2 separate regions of the Hordeum vulgare genome follow, and region 2 is linked to region 1. Evidence: chromatin contacts called from public Hi-C data. All regions are on one chromosome and are shown on one strand. Each heading gives the region's core, a stretch centred on a gene start, on an enhancer-like site or on the middle of the called end of the contact. The rest is flanking DNA. Distances are from core to core; before and after follow the strand shown.

Region 1 (3,332 bases), core at 792-3,291:
CGGTTCGGCCACAGGCGCGGCGTCGCGGACCGGCGACCGGTCGAGGCCGGGCGATTGTGGACGTGGCGCAGCCGCGGGCAGGCGCGCGGCGGGCTTGGGCGAGGGCTGTCGCGGCCAAGCGCGAGCGGACTCTGGCGAGCGCTGTCGCGGCCAGGCGCGGGCACAGCCACAGCCTCGCGCAGGGTGTGGTGCGGCCTGGCATGGTCCTGCGCGACCAAGGTCTGGCGCGACCACGACCAAGGCGGGCAGCGAGGCCATGGCAGGGGCGGGCGCGAGCGAGCGCAGCCACATCCTAGCACGGGCGCAGGCAGCGACCGGGCATGGGGCGCGGCAAAGGGAGGCGGCCGGGCGAGGAGCACGGCGTAGGGAGGCGGCTGGGCGAACGGGCGCTCGGCGCGGCGCAGGCGGCTGCGTCCTGCGGCGTGAAGGCCGCATCCAGCGCCATGGGCTACTGGTTTTCATTTTACCTTTTGCCTGTTCTTCTTTCTCTGTGTTCTTCTCGATCTCGAAATCGCTCAGATGCAGAGCGTGCTGATAACGTGTGAAGAATCGATTGTCAAGAAACGAGAGAATCGAACAAATGAATCAACTCTTGTCTTATTTCATTAATGTTCAACATATTTATACAAGGAGAAGGGACGCGATGAAAAGATGCGTCCATTCGTGAAGGGGTGCGTGATATGTCGGTTGTCATTCTACTAACCGACATAGATTATTACATGGAAGGATTATCTTTTTATTTAATCTACTAATTAAATCCTAACAGGCACGAAACGAAACTGTTTCGGCACGGGCGCAGACGAGGGATCTGATCGATCCAGCGTCAGGGGGTGGGGCGAGATGCTTCGTGCTGCGGCCCCCCCGCTGACTGCACGTGAGTTGGCACGGTGCCAGCCACGGACGCACGTCAGAGCTGTCGTGGTGCGTTTCTGGACCGATTCGCGTGACAGCGTGCCTTCTCCCCCTCGCATCCAGTATTCCTCTTCAACACGGCGCATGTCCATCAGTCCATGGGCTCGTCACTCGCATGATGTTTCATCGTAGTAATACATTACGAGCACCGGACATCTTTATTCTTTTTCTTTTTTGCATGGTGGGCATCTTTATTCATTACTTCATACTCCCTCCGTCATAGTTTATAAGGCATTCACGTGTATCTAAATCGTCAATTTAACTTATACGTATGAAATATATTGTTTAATATAAAAATTATATTATTAAAAAATAAAACATCTAAAGTTTTTAATGTTGTATTTTTTTGTAATATATGTCTCTCATTAAGTTGGTTAAATTGACGACCTAAATACGCGTGCTGGACTTATAAACTGAAACGAAGAAAGTAGATGCAATGCTTAAAGTATGTATTCAAGTCACGCAGCTGCTAAGAGCAACTCTAGCAGACCCCACATTCATCTGACCCGCAAAACGTGTTTGCAGTTCACGTAAAAATGTCTATGCGGGCCGACGCGCACGGACGCGGATGCAGACCTCGCATAACGGACCCGTAAAAGAGCATATTCGCGGAATATCCTTTGATGGGGGAAGCGCGAGCTGAAATGTCCCCCCACCAACCGTTTTCGTTCATATGCGGGGCACCGCAACGGCGAGGTGGAAACCCGCGAATACACGGGTTGGGACCGAGATTTTGCCGTGTCCCGCAAAAATATTTTGCGGACCGGAGCGGGATGCGGGTCTGATCGGGCAGGTTTTTTCGTCTCGACCCGCATTTTAATGGTTATTTTCCAGATCGAGACGGGATGCAGGATCTGCTAGAGATGCTCTAAGCATACCCCAAAGACGAACCCATTATACATACCATGGCGTCGTTTTCGTCCTCTTGTGTTGCTATATTATTATAATGTAAAATAAAAAATATATATAGTTTTTTTTGTAAATAAGGTACAAACCGATCGCCGAACGAATGTGACAACAAGAACAACAAAATAGTACTCCAAGAGAAGAGAACGAACATATTCCAAGAGAAAACACGAGAAAAATCCAGCGAAGCCAGCCAGGCAGAGCGGAGACAGCCAGCTACACGGACAGACATGGCGGAGAGAGCGATCTCCCTCTCCCCTCCCCCCCCCATAAAAAACGGAACAATCTCCAACTCCAAGCGGCCGCCTCTCCCTCGTCTCTCCTCTCCTCCCCCTCCCCGTCCCAAGTCCCAATCCCACCGCCTGGCACTCTCGCGGCCGGCTCCGTTTCGTCCCCGCACGCATCACCCTCGCCCCAAGAACCCACACGCAAACCCAACGAACGCCGCGCCGCGTCGAGAAATCCCCAAGGCCCAAGGGACGGCGGCCCCAGCAGGAGCAGGTCCCCATTGCGGCATGGCTGCGGCCGCCGGCGTCTGGCAGCTCGTTGGCGCCGCCGCGGCCACGCTCCTCGCGGCGGTCCTCGTCGCCGTCGCGCTGGGGCGCCAGCGCCAGCGCCGCCGCGGGGCTCCGGCCCAAGGGGTCCCCGCGCCGGAGGACGGCTGCGCGGTCGCCGACGGCCAAGGGAGCGCGGCCGTGGACGGCCCGACGGACGTCATCATCGTTGGTGCCGGGGTGGCCGGATCTGCCCTCGCCTACACGCTCGGAAAGGTGACATGTTTTTCCCTAGCCTCTCCGTCCGTCCGTCCGTCCCGCTGGTTTGGCAGGAAGTTCATGTTTCTTTTAGGCTGGAAAACTTGTGGTTCCTGTTTCTTTCAAGAAGAAACACCGAATTCGTATTTAAAAGAGAGCACAAGATTGATTTGATGAGGTGGGCGCAGGGATCAGAGTTTCCATCATGAATTCTCCCAGAGGATCAAGTATACAGAAAATCTATAAGAACAAACACCTCTCGATTCACTTCAGGAAGGCAACTGCCCACCTTTTTCGTTAAAAAGGTCATGTAACGGCTTTTGATCTGGGACAGATGCATGCAAGTCATGTGACGGCTCTTGATCTGGGGCAGATGCATGCAGGGAATAATTCTGATTTGTTCCAACTCCTGACTGTTTTATTTGCATGATTTCACCCTTTGGCTGAAAGCCAAGTCACTATCATGCAGCATCTTATTTGTCTCAACTCTAAATACGGAAAAAATCCCTTCCAAAAAGCCGTGGTACAAAATTTACCTCACTGTTTCCACGCATCAGTCAATTCTGGCTTTCTGGTGGGCATGGCACGTTTGGAGGGAAAGGAAAGAGGAGGGAAGGAACGCTGGGAGAATAATACACACAAGAAATTTGTTATTTGCCTTATTACAAAAAACATGCCAGGGCTGCCTTGCAAGTTTTGCTGAAATTACCTATTTTCTTTCTGACTGAATGAAGGAGGAAGAGTCATCTGTATTGTCTTCTC
Region 2 (3,222 bases), core at 273-2,772, 310 kb before region 1:
GAACCTCCACTTGAGCTCACCCAGTAGAGTGTTCATTTGTCTGAATTTTTGAGGTATTTCCTGAGTTCCACCAGCAGTCGAAAGTTGGATGGTTATTTTGTGCAAGTCATATGAAACTCTGATGCTTGATGTGCGCCAATCATCATTTGCTTAGACCTGTAAAGCATCTCGGTAATCTATCTTCTTTTCCCGTGGCCTATGATGGATCGAGTGAAGCATGGAGCTGTTGCTCCTCCCGCATCGCAGGGACCAAAGATTGCTCTGGTTTTCTAAGCGAGCTTTTCATTGACCACAGGGGGGGAGAAAGATAACCTTTCTGGTGTAGGCGTGCATCTTCCCGGCTTTGCCCACACATGTTGTGTTGACGATTGGCCTGGTTCATCTTGATGGTAACATTTTTAAACCATGAAATATCTGTCATGAGATTTACTCCTACTACCCTTTTGGCACTGGGCCTGTAAACCACCGTTGCTGGTCGTAGTACTCAAATGACAGCCGTACGGATCAGTCCCGGTGCCCGAGAAAGGCTCCATCTTTCTGCTCTCTTTGCTTGTGGTTTGGTGCACTGAAAAGAATGTGGGGGGAGGGAGGTCATGGGAAGAAATAGTTTACAAAACCAGCTGGGGCAAGGCATTGCGGTGTTTTACTGCCAGGACTCTACTTTTTTGTTGCTGTGATATCTTCTGTGCCTGGGACTGGGGGACTGCACAAGTTAAATTTGTTCCAGTGCTAAATCCTAACCTAACCCTTTGGTTCTCACGAATGCGTTGCTGAAACTGGCACAAAAAACCTGAAGTGCTGTCATTTTCTTTGTCTGTGTTTGGCTGCACGATTCAAAGAAAAATCCGCATCCGCGTCCGATTAGTTTTCCGTATCCATCATGAGTTATCTTGGGAAGAAGAGTGGCATGAAAGCTGGATGTGTACCGCACAAGCGACAGCGAGCCTCTACAGGATTCCGGAGAGTGAGAACAAGAATCCAATTCGCTGCCAAATACACGCCCCTGCCAGGATGCCCTGCCCTGCGCCCGCAGGCCTTCAACTTTTTGACTGTATTATTCCACGGCCACCCAGTCCACACATCTGCTGTTGCCGCCCAACAACCCAAACAACAGCAGCAGTAGAAAGGTGGCAGCCAATGAACACACACACACACACCAGATTGATTCCAAGATGACTTCAAGGGAGGTGCTTGCAAGCTAGTATACATGGACACCTGGACACCACCCCCTTTCAGCTTTGCCGGTGCTCCATACCATTGTTGCATCGTACGTGTATAGTGCTCGTTGGGGAGGGGCCCCCTTTCACAGAATGCGGGGGGCTAACCAAATTCTGCTGATTATGCAACTGGCCTTGTAGAGAAAGAAAAGGGCACTACTTCTACTATTGCTTATACTGCAGCGGAACGTCGTAAAACAAGGGCGCTGTGAAGTGAAGAAACAGTTGGTGGTGGCGCCCCTTCTCTCCTTTTATTATCTTCCCTCCTAGCCGGCCACATGTCCGCACGCCGACACTACTACTACCACCGCATGGTGAACACTGTTCACTATACCATAGGCTGGTGAGACCGTGAGAGTGACCGCAGGCAGCGCTCGCTAGCGATCAAAAGAAGAGGAGGAGCAGCGGAAGCCGCCGCCGCAGCAGCGGCTCTCACCTCCTTGCTGGTAACAACAACGTTTCTTCACCTCCATTGATGCTCTGCGTATGCTGCTGTGGCATCCTCTCCGCTGGCAAATAGTCTTGCGTTTCAGCTTTTTGGAATACCAGCGGCACATTTTGGTACTACTAGAATACTTTCTCGGGAGGGGGGGGGGGGGGGGGGGTGAGCTGCTTGCATCATTTTCCCCTCCTTCCATGAGTGCCAACCGTGTTTTTTTCAACGTGAGTACATTTCGGTCGAATGTTTTCTTCCTGCTCCCATGAGTGTCCGCTGCGTGTTTCAACAGTACGTGGGGATTTGTTTATCGCTCTCGAGAAATTACAGTACGAGAGCATTATTAGCCCAGTACTAATAAGTGGCATCAGCTTTCTCCTCTCCCTGGACGATTTCGGGGCTGCATCCTCCTAGTGTTTTTGACTCATGATATCCCCCTCGATCTACACGCTCAATGAAAGGGTGGAACTTTTAACGCCTCGGGGCCCCTTGTCCTGGCACCTTGGCTGATTCCGGCTTCTCAATTTGGATTGCCGTTCTTCTTAAGGTTGTTCTGCACTGGTGACAGCTGAGTCTCAAGGGTCCTGCAGCTGGTGTAAATCCAGCGTTTCTCTTCATATCATTCATTGTTCCCACATCAAATTCGGATGGGGGTAGGGGCAATGCTCAGTACTCACTGTATATGGTGATGAGGAAGCCTCCCCTTTTCCACTAGTAACAACCGGCTAATTTTCTGGCTTTTTGGCACTCGATCACAGACCCTAAATTTCTTCCATAGTTTGTATTTCTGTTCGAGAACATGCAGGAGATGTTGCTCTCTTTCCTGTTGTCTGGATCTGATTCTGTGGTAGCTAGTTTTTTCAGTGTCAGCTATACACTCGCATAGTTTGCATCCGCCCCGATGAACGCACTTCCGGAGTTTTCATATCGAACACATGATTTGTGTATAGACCAGTATAGATTGTGATGGGAGAAAAGAAGACTTGAATCAGTCTGGGCATCTTGGTAATGCAAAATCTAATGCTGGTGATGAAAGTTTTAAAACAATGACTGCACATATAATAATGTATCTCATGTTTGTGGTCGGCGGGACTAACATGATTTCATTTGTGTTTAAAAAAAGGTACTATTATCATAAGTCTCCCAGTGGAGTTATTCTAAAATAGCTCCACAGGTCCATGACATAAACTGAACTTTGTGCAAAAGATAAGAAAAGGCCATAAACTGAAAACTTGTATGGGATTCTCAGAAATCTTGGTGAAGGTGGGGCATAGGTTCAATTTTTGGTAGGGTTTAAACATAGATAGATCTGGCTCATTTATTGATTAGCGCCATTAACCTTATTCCGGGCTGGCCCATAGAGTACGTGGATGACAGTAGCATCTGATCCTTGGGCCGGTTTTCGATTTCCGCAGTACCACCAACTGTAAATCTCCAGCTGATCTGAATTCAGAACCCTTTATATATTCTGATCTCCGGATGTGATCCAGCTGGTACACGGTTGTTAGCATAGCAGTACCGACAATTCTATTCCATGTACTACTGTGGTCTCCATGTTTGCCCTTGCGT

What was found. A called contact is a pair of places that touch in the nucleus more often than the background predicts.
Region 2: a contact with region 1 is called in a Hi-C map of leaf, with 3 times the contacts expected there. The contact joins the promoter of LOC123449246 here to the promoter of LOC123449244 in region 1. A contact is called at or near these places in 4 of 6 Hi-C or Micro-C datasets (leaf and seedling).

The regions. Positions count from the first base shown.
Region 1 is chr4H:520,868,313-520,871,644 of MorexV3_pseudomolecules_assembly, reverse strand. LOC123449244 (squalene monooxygenase SE1-like) reads left to right here and starts at 2,041. Exons shown (of 8, transcript XM_045126387.1): 1 at 2,041-2,588. The coding sequence starts at 2,049.
Region 2 is chr4H:521,173,247-521,176,468 of MorexV3_pseudomolecules_assembly, reverse strand. LOC123449246 (transcription factor bHLH76-like) reads left to right here and starts at 1,522. Exons shown (of 10, transcript XM_045126390.1): 1 at 1,522-1,663.